Linked DNA regions of Mus musculus: all the other regions are linked to region 1. The links are chromatin contacts, called in public targeted proximity ligation maps. All regions are on one chromosome and are shown on one strand. The core of a region is the stretch at or near the end of the contact, and the rest is flanking DNA. Distances in the headings are between cores, read along the strand shown. Region 1 overlaps Tle4 (transducin-like enhancer of split 4). Region 2 has its middle 98 kb from the start of Tle4. Region 3 has its middle 71 kb from the start of Tle4.

Region 1 (3,847 bases), core at 947-3,446:
CAGAGTAAATTAAAAATAATAATAAGAAGACTGACAACTGACTCATAGCACAAGTCCTTTACTGGGGGCACTTCTAACTAAAAGCACTTAGTAGTACAAAATGTCTGGAATTAACTGGACTTTAATCAATTAACATTAACTGAAATTACTGAAGGAAACATCTGGTATTGAGAGGACATCCCAAAACAAAAGCAAATATCAAAAACTCCATGAGCCTGTAAGGAACATAAAATCAGTAGGGTGACCACTGACACCTGTTATTTCTAGTGGTGGGAAGGACAGTGACATCTGAAAGGAAGGAGCAGCATTTTGAAAGACCCAGCAATGTATAAAGTTGGTAATAGTTTCTCCTAAGTGCTTTGGACACTTGCCTCTGCCATAGCTGCAGAGCAGCAGAAGTAGGGCTAGCTACTAACATACCTCATTGGACACATCAACTACCAAGTTGTCATCACTCTTCTCACCATCACTGTCCTGCAAAGAGGAGGAGAGGCATCACTTCCATCCCCAGGGGGAAAGGAAGCACCATCAATTTCAGCTACATTTATGTGCCCACATGAGGTCCTTATGTTTGATGAAAACTGTACCCAACAGAGTCAAACACTTTATGCAAAATACCCCTTTCTTTATTCTTCATGTTCATGTTATTTATGAGCTAGGTAATGACTCCATTTTCCATTTTTGAAGTACAATGGCCTGCTTGCTACTCTAGAACCCAGAATACAAACTTTCACGCCCACCTAAACATCCTACAAGTGATGGGGTGTGGTTTGGACTGGCAGCTTTTAAAAAAATCTGAATAAGTCACTGTGTGTTAAACTGCAAAGGAAAAATCCAAAGTCTGAGCTTCTTGCGAAGCCTGCAGTCCTGCAGGGAACCAGCTGGCAGGGAGCAGAACAACAAACACTGCCTCCACACTTCCTACCCAGCGTGCTCCCTTCTCTTCTGACCTGCTCAGACCACAGAGGAAATCACGATTCAATTCACATGGAGGACATCAATGCACATACATCGTCCACAACATTTAGTCCTTTCCTCAGTACTCTAGCCCATCCAAACATCTTGGGATTTAACATTTCTACATCTCTAACCACTTACATTTCTATCTAATCTAACAGAAATAATAACTTAGTATATCCAGGTCTTAGATAACTTGCTACAGAAAGCACTGTGGTCTTGCATATATATAAACATAAACATAGTCTTCAGATAATTGATGGCAATAGCTTTGATACACAGATAAAAACACAGTAATTCTTTTTTTTTTTTAAATCGTATAAAGGATACTGTTATCGTGTGTTCTAAAATTGTCTGATAATGGTTAAAATTACCAACTGATAAAAACCACGACAAACCAGCCTTCCCAAAGCAATGGTGGATGGATGGACTTACATAGCGAGCTGCAATTTCTTTTTCTTCTGTTTTCTGCTTTTTGCTCTCTGAGGAATAGTCTGTAGAGTTCCTATGTTTCTCAGAACCCCGGAAACTGGCTGATGGGGATACGGAAGAGCTCTGGAATTAGAAATAGAAGCGGGATTGAAAAAGATCATTCACTTCAGAGAGCAATTAGATAGATCTTTTGTTCTGCAGTACATGCCCAGGAAGCTAAGAGGAGACAAAGAGGAGAGGAGAGGAGAGGTATAGAGGGAAAGAAGCGGAGAAAGACAACGCGAAGAAGAACAGTAGGATGAGTACAACCCAGAGGGCAGATCAAGTCTCACGCACACCAAGCATGTTACCTGTTCAAGGCTTTCAGGGAGTTGGAGAATGGAGGAGACACAAGAGAAAGCACAGAGGGAAAGACAGGATGGTTCTCTTTATTTATTTTGTTTCAAAAAGGTTACTGGCTGACAGAAAGTATATATTTGAAATGCCACAGAAAAATTGAATATGGTTAAGCTTAAAGGGTAATCAATAATTTTTCAATTAAAAACTAAAATAAAAAGAAAACTAACCATTAAAGATTTGAACAACCAAACATGGTGGCCATGTGATATATAGATTGTATGATCATATTTACAGAATATTTTGCTCAGCCTATATCTACAGTCCAGAACATTCAGAATTTAAACAAAAATAAAATCCTTGCAAACACCGAGTATATTTCTGCATATTCTTTATAAGCTGACTCATTCTGGAAACCACAACTCACTGTGACCAGAACAGAGGAAGAGGGTTCATGCCTCAGATTTCATGTTTGTTCTTTCAGCACACACTTAATACTGGTGACAAGGTTAGAAGCCTGGTGGTTCCTGGTCACAAAAGTCAGCATATGTGTGAGAGCTTAAACCTATGGTTGGAAATGTGAAAACTGAAACTACCCCTGATAACCTGTCAGTGCCTGGGGAGATTTTCAGTGGGTAGCGCATGAGGGTCTCAGTGCTGATCTCTAAAACCCCACTTTTGAATCTGGAAGGAGCATGTGCCTATAATCCCAGCCCTTCCACAGGGAGATAGACGGTCGAGACCAGAGAATCCCAGAAGTCTATAAGCCAGCTAGCTTGGTGTACACAGCCATGGACAAGAAGAGACCTTGTTTCAAAAAAGGTGAAAGGCAGGAAGAACCAATACCTCAAGTTGTTCACTAAGCTCCATGCAAACCCTACCCGACCCACCCCCGCCCCCGCCACACACACACACACACACACACACACACACACACACACACACAAAACCAACCACATAACCAACAATAAAAGCCCAACCAATCTATCCTGACCAAAGGGAAAGTTTAAGTAAACACGCGGTTTGAAAGGAAGCGAGCGGGTCCAGACTTGAACAACTCTATTGAGGGGATAAAGGTGTGCAGAGTAGGCGTTTCCCTTAGAAGGGCACTGAGACAGTTTTCCAAGGGGAATATCAATGCAGCTTAGTTAAGAGTCAGCTCATTTTGAAAAGCAGTAAAAAGAATACCTGGAACTAAAGTATCAAGGAAAAAGTTCTAGGAAGAAAAAAGAATTATGATAAAAACATCCTTTGGCCTGAAATCAGAAAAGCAATCCAGAAAACTATTCAGCAAAGCTCTCCTCATTTAGAACTTGTCTCACAGACAAACAATTCATTTGATCCTTTTTCCTTGTCTTAGTCTGGTGGTGATTAACATTTACAGATCCAGAACCTTTGTCAGTGCCTTTAAACTACTATAGGCCATGTGACAGCCAGAACTTCTGCTTCTATAGGTTCCATTTACTTTGGATGAGTCACAGTGTAATGCCTAAATGCCTAAACTTCTAAAGGATGCTGTTAGGGGTTGTGTTATGAACTACTGAGGAAGAGGCTGCCAATCCTAAACCCATCCTTAGTCTAGCCACCCTTGCTGGGGTTTAGATGAATGCTCTGTAAACTCTATGTACTAGTTTCTACTCATACATTCAGTAAGACATATTGTATAAAATTCTCAAAGAACAAAACTCATATTAGATATATTGAAGAAGGTCACTGAATGAACTCCACAGGAAGTCATGTGTGTAAAATGGGCTGGGCACCTTGGAGGGTAAAAGTTCCACACTTTCTTCATCTTATTCCTTTGCCAACAAGATGCATTTTCCTACAAATGAAGTCAGTGATGAAAAAGTTGGTGTGTGTGTGTGTGTGTGTGTGTGTGTGTGTGTGCGACTGTCTGTGTATGGCATCCATGTGTGTGTTTAACCCTGGTCCTTCTGACACTCTACTTCCAGTCATTTCCATTTTTTTCAAAAGTTTAGGAAAAGACAACTTCTAAATAATATTGAACATATTCTCAAATATTAATACCTGTTTAACCTTGGTGCCTATTTATTAGCATATGTGTAAAATCAAATAGCTTTTGTTGTCTTTGTATAGACAGCTCTTCCTTCCTTCGTGTGTT
Region 2 (3,847 bases), core at 384-2,883, 230 kb after region 1:
TATTAGTTCAAAATATGGCATTATTGGGGCTGGATTTTGAAAGATTCCAACCTCTCTTCACACACTATGTAAATAATCCTAGTAGTACCCAACAATAAGTAAATAATATGTGTTTTAACAATATTGTTCTGCCGGGCAGTGGTGGCACACGTCTTTAATCCCAGCACTTGGGAGGCAGAGGCAGGCGGACTTCTGAGTTCGAGGCCAGCCTGGTCTACAAAGTGAGTTCCAGGACAGTCAGGGCTGTACAGAGAAACCCTGTCTCGAAAAACCAAAAACCAAACCAAACCAAACCAAACCAAACCAAACCAAACCCCAATATTGTTCTTTGATTTTAGTATTTCTGTTGTAGATGACTTATTAGTCACAGTTTGCGTCTGGTTCCCTGCATCAGCCAGACTATCTGGCCCTGGGTTATAAGTACTTATGTATGTGTCAACTTAGGCTGAAACTTTTGAAAGCTGATACACAGTTTTCTGCCTTTCTTGTGTCCTGGTAATCCCATGAGCTGAGCTGGTAGAAGCCTTAGGTGGAAGGAGCATTGTTTGCTGAGTCACTGGTGGGGAAGAGCTGCTCTGAGGATGACTCTACATCTAAAAAGAAGGCATGGAGAGCTCGACATTTGTTTATCATAGCACAATCTAGGCATGCTAGCAAATATAGTCTGCTTGTATGGTAATAAACGGATCTGTAATCTGTAACACTAAGTAGCCACCTAAATGGTGGTAATTTGGACCTAATATGTATGAATATTAATTCTTTTAAACAAGAAAATTAGGGTATTTCACACACTTCCTTCAATATAAGGCACTCATTCATTAATTTTTAATGAGAAACATTCATTATTATGAATTCTCTGACAAGACTTTGATTTTTTTCTTTTGGTAAATGATGACCATAATTAAGCTCCTCATAATGAATACAGCAATTTTTAAACAATACAATTTATAAGATGCTTCTCCTCCCGGAGGTTTACTTTTGTTAAGAAAAAGAAATAGAGAATCTGGGACTACATTTCCACATCTGGGTTTATAGTTATGGCTTCATTTACCTTGGCTTTCCACTTATTCATCCGTTCCTTTGATACAAACCCTTTCTGCTCAACACAGGGTTAGTTGGCTTTAAAAAGAAAATTTAACATAGAGCATAGGATACAGGGACACTAGTAATAGAACTTTTTTTCCCTTAAAGGCTTCCTGTTGTTGCCATCTTTGGCTTCAGTTCCTTTGGTAGCTCAAAACTGTATCATTCACTTTTACAGCACACAAATGAATTCATACATATAAACCAGCAATTAATTGAGATAGTCAATCTATTTTTCAGGAGCATTTGATATCAGGGAAAACGGACAAAATTAGACCTATGACACAGCTATATGCTCCACTAGGAGGGTCTCGATGGGTTGTCAGTGGCCCCAGATAGAAGTAGATAGAGGTTACAACAATCCTGTCTGTGGAAGTTTTTTCAGTATCGTGACAAAGTACATGGCAGGGTGAAAGACTTGCATTAGTTTATGCCTTCAAAGTCTTCAGCCTCAGACCTTGCCTCCTTTGATTCTGATCTGTGGTACAACACACGTCAAGAACACATGACAGCGACTAGCTACCTCATGCTACCTTTGCTTCTGCTTTTCATTCATCCACCCTCCCCATCAACCCACATCCTTGCTGCACCCAGGGACGAGGTAGAACATCCAAAGCGTACCCCGTGACTCGCTTCCTGCACTGACTCCGCCTCTCAAAAGTCTTAGAACTGCATAGGATAGTATCATTAGGTGGGAGCCAAACATTCAACACGTGAGCCTATGATAGGCATATCTTATTCAAACCACGGCATTTGCCTACACAAAAATCACTTCTCTGTAGTCTATTTTCAGGTTGTTATGCATCATCTGTAGTGCACAGACAAATAGAAAAAGACAGACCTCAAAGTAAAGAGGCCAATACTGGATTCTCCTGATATCAGCCCACTGTCCTCTTTGGTTCTCTTAAGACAACAGGCCAGATGTCAAATTGCACACTGAGTCTCAGGACAAAAGTCTTCTACAACTCACTGTTTCATTAGGAAATCTTTGGTTCTCTGCACAAACTTCGGCCAGTTGAGTCCTTTCAGTGTTCTGCAATTTAAGATCACTGTCCTTCTTCATCCCATCCTAACCCAAACACTTTTAAAATATTATTCTTATTTTTACATATATGAATGTTTTGCCTGGATGAATGGTTATGCATGACATGAGGGCGTGGTGCCTACAGAGGCCAGAAGAGGAGCACAACTGGTCCCCTGGAACTGGAGTTACTGATCATTATAAGCCTCGTTGTCAGTGCTGGGAATCAAACCCAGGTCCCATGGAAGACCAGCCAGCTTATTCAGTCACCTCGCCAGGGCCCCTGACTTGAAATCTTAAGGGTTTGAGCAGGCTGCATTTCAAGGCATTTCTTTGGAACTTGCGCTCATTCATTCTTCAGCATAATCTATTGTTTATCTCATGGACGAACTATTTCAGAAGTCTCCCACTTTATCTCTCAAACCCCAGCCAGTGCCTTTCCTTTTGGTGTGCTGTCTTTTTGGATAGATGATGTGGAAGGCAATTTCTTTTCTGCGTTGTTCTTGTGGGCATCCTGCAGTAGAATTTGGTGAGATTGCATCAAATTCTTTTGGTGAATATAGTAAAAATTTTTTAACTGAAAAATTTTGTAAGACTATTATTTTATTTGTTTGTTTATTTATTTGTTTGTTTATTTGAGACAAGGTCTCACTGTAGCTACAGCTGTCCTGGAATTCATCATGTAGACCAGGTTGGTTTTGAACTCCTAGAGCTCTTCCTGCTTCTGCCTCCAAAGTTCTGGATTAAAGATGTACACCATCATGCCTAGTTAAGATTGTGATTTTTATAATCTATGTTCAGTGTTATTTATACAAGAAAAAAATAAGGCCCTGATCTCTCCTGTAAAATAAATTGACCATGAATATATTTTGAGTAGAATTATTTTTTCTTTGAATTGACTGCTTAGTTAAAAACAACCAAATTAATTCATAAAGCAGAGTACTCACATTTTATAAAAATATTTTTGAGTTTACCAATGGATGTAAGAAAAGGAATATAAATAGGATGCTGGGAATTAGGAATCAGAGAACATTTTATATCCAATTCACTTGTGCCATGTTCTTTCCCCATTGTTGAGGCTGCCTTCTGCCAGGAAGATGCAAGAACATTGATAAAGAATGGTGTACTTACAGAGTGCAGTCTTAAGTCACCATTAAACAAGCTGAAGTTGTTTGTTGTTTAATACAGAACCCATATTTCTTTTTTAAAAGAAAGGAAAACACTTAATTGGGACTGGCTTACAGTTTCAGAGGTTCAGTCCATTATTATCATGGTGAGAAGTTTGGCAGTGTCCAGGCAGACATGGTGCTGGAAGAGGATCTGAGAGTTCTGCATCTTGATCTGGAGGCAGCCAGGAGGAGGAGGCTCTCTTCCTCCCTTGAGCATAGGAGACCTCAAATCCTGCCTTCACAGTGACATACTTCCTACAGCAAGGCCTCACCCATTCCAACAAGGCCATACCTCTTAATAGTGCCATTTTTTACAAGCCAAGCATTCAAACACATGAGTCTATGAGGGGTCAAAATATTCAAACACACTTACCAACTCATGAAACACTCCAAAACCCACATCTATAAAAGGACTTTTCTGTGAAAATGACCTCAGAGAAAGCTATGGTTCCAAAGAGTGAGAGTTTAGGTCACATGAACCTCACTGTTCATTGTTCTAAAATGAACAGCTACCCTAATTTTCTTGGAATGAGTGGCTTGGACTATTGGCCTGTCAGTGTCACAGTGAGGTAAT
Region 3 (3,847 bases), core at 529-3,028, 200 kb after region 1:
AGTTTAGTAACAAGGTATTTCCTACCAAATAGTATTTACCCAAGTCAGCCATTTTATCACTTCCTTTGTTCTATATCAGAGATCTATAAACTGTGTCCTGTGGGCCAAATCTCATCTGCTTGAGAATGCCCTGCAATTTAAAATTGTCTTTCATATCATCTTTAAATGATTAAAATAAAAACCTCAAGAAAAATAATGTTTTATAAACATGAAAACGATATGAAATTCAAATGTCTGTGTTCACAAATAAGGTTTTATTGGACGCCAGCCATACTCACTTATTTACATATTGCTAAAGGCTGCTTCTAATTGCAGAGTCGAGCATGTGAAATAAAACAAATGGGCCACGAAATCTGTAATATTTACTCTTCTTCTCTTTTATAGCAAATAGTTTCTACTTCTGGTCTGCCACAGGACACTCCATTATAGCCCCTGTGATCTTGACTATATTGTAGGCGTGACATTGTCTCTTTGTTCTTGACCATGGGATTTCTACCACTATAACTCGCTGTTATGATTTGAATGTGAAATACCCTCAAAAAAGATTGGTAGTCAAAATCTGGGCCCCAAGCTTGTGGTGTTATTTAGGGAGGATCTGAAAACATAATAGGTGAGCCCAGACAGTTAGTCACTGGGCTATCTTGTTCCTGGCCCTTTTCTGTCTCCCTTTTCTGTTTCTGTCTGCCAGAGATGAGCAGTTCTCTTCAGCGACATGCTCCTACTGCCATGATATACTAACTAAGCACCTGGGGCCAAGTGATCAGAGACAGAACCCCTGAAACCATGATCTGTAGTAATTCTTTCTGGTTTTCAGTTTTATCTCGCAAGTGTTTGTCACAGCATAAAGAACAGGAACTAATACATTGCCTTCTTTTAACCTCAGAAGCACATTTGCTTACAGTTATGTTGACGTTATGAATCATTCACAAATATTAGTATATTTGACCATTTCAAAAAATTAAGTAAAAAAAAAAAGGGGGTGCAGAGATGATAAAAATGATGGTTTTTATAAAGAAGAAACTGATTCCAGGTTGCAGGTCTTGGAACCAGGGTTTGTTAAGATATTCTAAACCTCACTTAATATTAGAGTGACTTCAGGTAAGTCGCTTAGGTTTTTGAGTCACAAATTGCTACCTAGTTCTGTCAGCTGTGATCCTTCTCCTTCTTGTTTTCCATATTGATAAAGATTGAACCCGGACTCTTGCCTACAGGACTGCAGAGCTGCAATGGTTTTAGTTCCTAATGCACTCTGTGTTAATCTATTATGTGGATGGCTTAAGTCCCCAGAAGGAGCTGAGGCTAGATGGCGAGTGACGGCGATAATCCCTATCTGTGTGCGAATTCATCATTGGTGCTGAGAAATAGACCTGTTTAATAAGGAAGCAGGAAATGTCTTGAAATGTCCAACCTTTAGACTCTAAGTAGTCAAGAAATCAGGAAAGTTCTTCAAAAATAATGTCTTACAAAGAGAGAGGAAGTGATAAAGAGAAGAAAAGGGGGAAGGGCAAATACGCAGAGAGAGGTTGCGGTGGGGGGGGGGGGGAGGGAGAAGAACCACATGTGCATCTGATGAGTCACCAATGGTCTCTGGTTAGTGGCTTTCAAGAAACTGTATGCCAAGCCCTTCAAGGTTTCTTCCATTCCTCTCTATGTAATTATTTTAGTTAAAATACAGTAATGTTTTTGAAAGTGGAGCTGACTCTTTCACTGACCTGCTTGGTCTACCCCTTCCCCCTAGCTCTGCCTTCCCCCAACTCCCAGCCTCTAGCTCGCCACTAAATCCCATAGCATATTGTGAGATTGCATATTTCAGTCACCTGTACTGAGTAATGAGTGTCTGGAAGGTTTGCACAAGGTTATTAAAAGTTTCTTAATCTGCCACCAACTTCTCTTTTAATATTGTTTGTGGATTTCCTGAAGCACAGGAATAAATTCCCTTGACCCTCTTCCTCATTAACTTGGAAAGTATGGCAGAAAATCAAAAGTATGAGGCTGTTAGGGTATTTGGTGCCTTTTAATAACCTATTGACTATAGCATGGAGGAGATAAGGCTATCACCACTGTTGATCAAAAAGACCAAAGGAAGCAACTCTTGCTACAGACACCTCATTATGCAAATAGTGCCTTTAAAGCCATGGCCTTTCAATTCATTGTCATCATAGTATCAGTTAATTAGGGACATTTTAATAAAAAAAAATAAGATAGAGAAAATGACAGCTTTAAAATGTTTTCCTAAGGAGGACTCTGTGCTGGTCCTTTTTAAGGGGGTGTTAAAGACTCAAGGTAATGAAATTCTCCCTTCTCTAACTCTTTCCTGTGAAGAAAAGAGAAAAAAACAAAAACAAAAACAAAAACAAAAACAAAAAAAAAACCAAAACCAAACCCAACCCAACCCAAACCAAACCAAACCAAACCAAACCAAACCAAACCAAACCAAACCAAAACAACAACAACAACAACAACAACAACAACAACAACAAAACCATTAGACCAGAGCAGGGCTGGTCTTTGCACCCTAACCTGTGTTAATCTGTGAATAGCTGAATGGGTATTTGAGTCCATTTTCCTCATTTGGAAGTTGAAAATAACACTACAAATAAAAATCACATCTAGAGCAGGGCGTGGTGGTGCACGCCTTTAATCCCAGCATTTGGGAGGCAGAGGCAGGTGGATTTCTGAGTTCGAGGCCAGCCTGGTCTACAAAGTAAGTTCCAGGACAGCCAGGACTATACAGAGAAACCCTGTCTCAAAAAAAAAAAAAAAAAAAAAAAAAAAATCACATCTATTTATTTTCCTTTAAAACCTACATTAAACAAGACAGGGCTTTAACCACCACTTTATGTGTAAGGGAAAAATCAGAGTTTATCTATTGTACCCAATGATACATGACCATACAGTGCTAGATTTTAGACAGATTCTCCCAGATTTGTAACCCAGACCCAGGCAAGGACATAGTGAAGACACTCAAGATGTCCTGTACATATGGAGAATGCCAACCTGTTGACCCATTTCAGAAGCACCCTCACCAGGATTTGGCCTGACATGTGAAAAGAGAGGGTGGTTTCAAAATAATGTCCTAAACATCCTTCTTTGAGGGCGTGAGGGAACGAGAGCCTTTGTGTTCCTTTAAATGTGCGAGTAATAAAGAATAAACAGAACAAGCCCTTGTGGTTTGTTTAGTTTTGAAATCATTCCAGTACAATTTGCAATAAAAACGGCTTTCATTTTTAAGTGATCAAAGCAGTGCACGATCCAGTCAGGTCAGCCACTGCACCAAGCTGGAGCCGTACAAACACGCAAGAGTGGCCCAGCACACCCGAGATGCTCCAAAGATCCCACGGCAGTTAAAAAAAATAAACACGTACAGAGACCATGGGCTGGAAGATGACTACCAGGCAAGCAAGCAGAATCTAAAAGTCTGCTGTCATTTACGGCTCTAGTTTTGATTATAATTAGGAAGAACAGTTTGAAATGTATTGCTTTCTCTCCCCTTCTCTCCTCTGGAATCTGCTCCCCCCCCCCCCCGCCCCGCCCTCCCCTAGAGGGCAGTTTGCTGCTGAGGAACCTAATTTTCTTTTAGTCATGGAGGCCTATTGTGGCCCTCTGAGGAAAGTCCTGCATATTCACAAAGCTTTCTGGCTTCTCTTGAGTCCATTTAGGTGTCAGCAGGGCAACTGGACTCAGCCAAAAGGTTAAACAGACCACCAAGAGCTCAGCTTTAAGCACTTTCTTTCTTAGTCACTCCAAACCCAATGGTTGCTGCCCCAGAGCAGGGATAATGGCCACAGTGTGCATGTCTGCCAAGTGCAAACACACAGTCCTACAAAGAAGAAAAGGAGAATGACCT

What was found.
Region 2: a targeted proximity ligation map of memory CD8 T cells shows a contact between it and region 1, with 180 read pairs. A contact is called at or near these places in 12 of 484 Hi-C or Micro-C datasets (the AML12 cell line, B cells, the G1E-ER4 cell line and 6 more) and 4 of 130 datasets of targeted methods (bone marrow-derived dendritic cells, effector CD8 T cells, embryonic stem cells and 1 more).
Region 3: a targeted proximity ligation map of CD8 T cells shows a contact between it and region 1, with 6 read pairs. A contact is called at or near these places in 2 of 484 Hi-C or Micro-C datasets (the G1E-ER4 cell line and bone marrow-derived macrophages), 1 of 130 datasets of targeted methods (CD8 T cells) and 1 of 9 other capture datasets (embryonic stem cells).

Annotation. Positions count from the first base shown.
Region 1 is chr19:14,466,760-14,470,606 of GRCm38.p6, forward strand. Tle4 (transducin-like enhancer of split 4) reads right to left here. Exons shown (of 20, transcript NM_011600.3): 9 at 1,393-1,512; 10 at 421-474. Among named protein-coding and RNA genes, the nearest start is that of Gm8630, 33 kb to the left of the region's middle.
Region 2 is chr19:14,693,913-14,697,759 of GRCm38.p6, forward strand. No RefSeq gene overlaps it. Among named protein-coding and RNA genes, the nearest start is that of Tle4, 98 kb to the left of the region's middle.
Region 3 is chr19:14,667,178-14,671,024 of GRCm38.p6, forward strand. No RefSeq gene overlaps it. Among named protein-coding and RNA genes, the nearest start is that of Tle4, 71 kb to the left of the region's middle.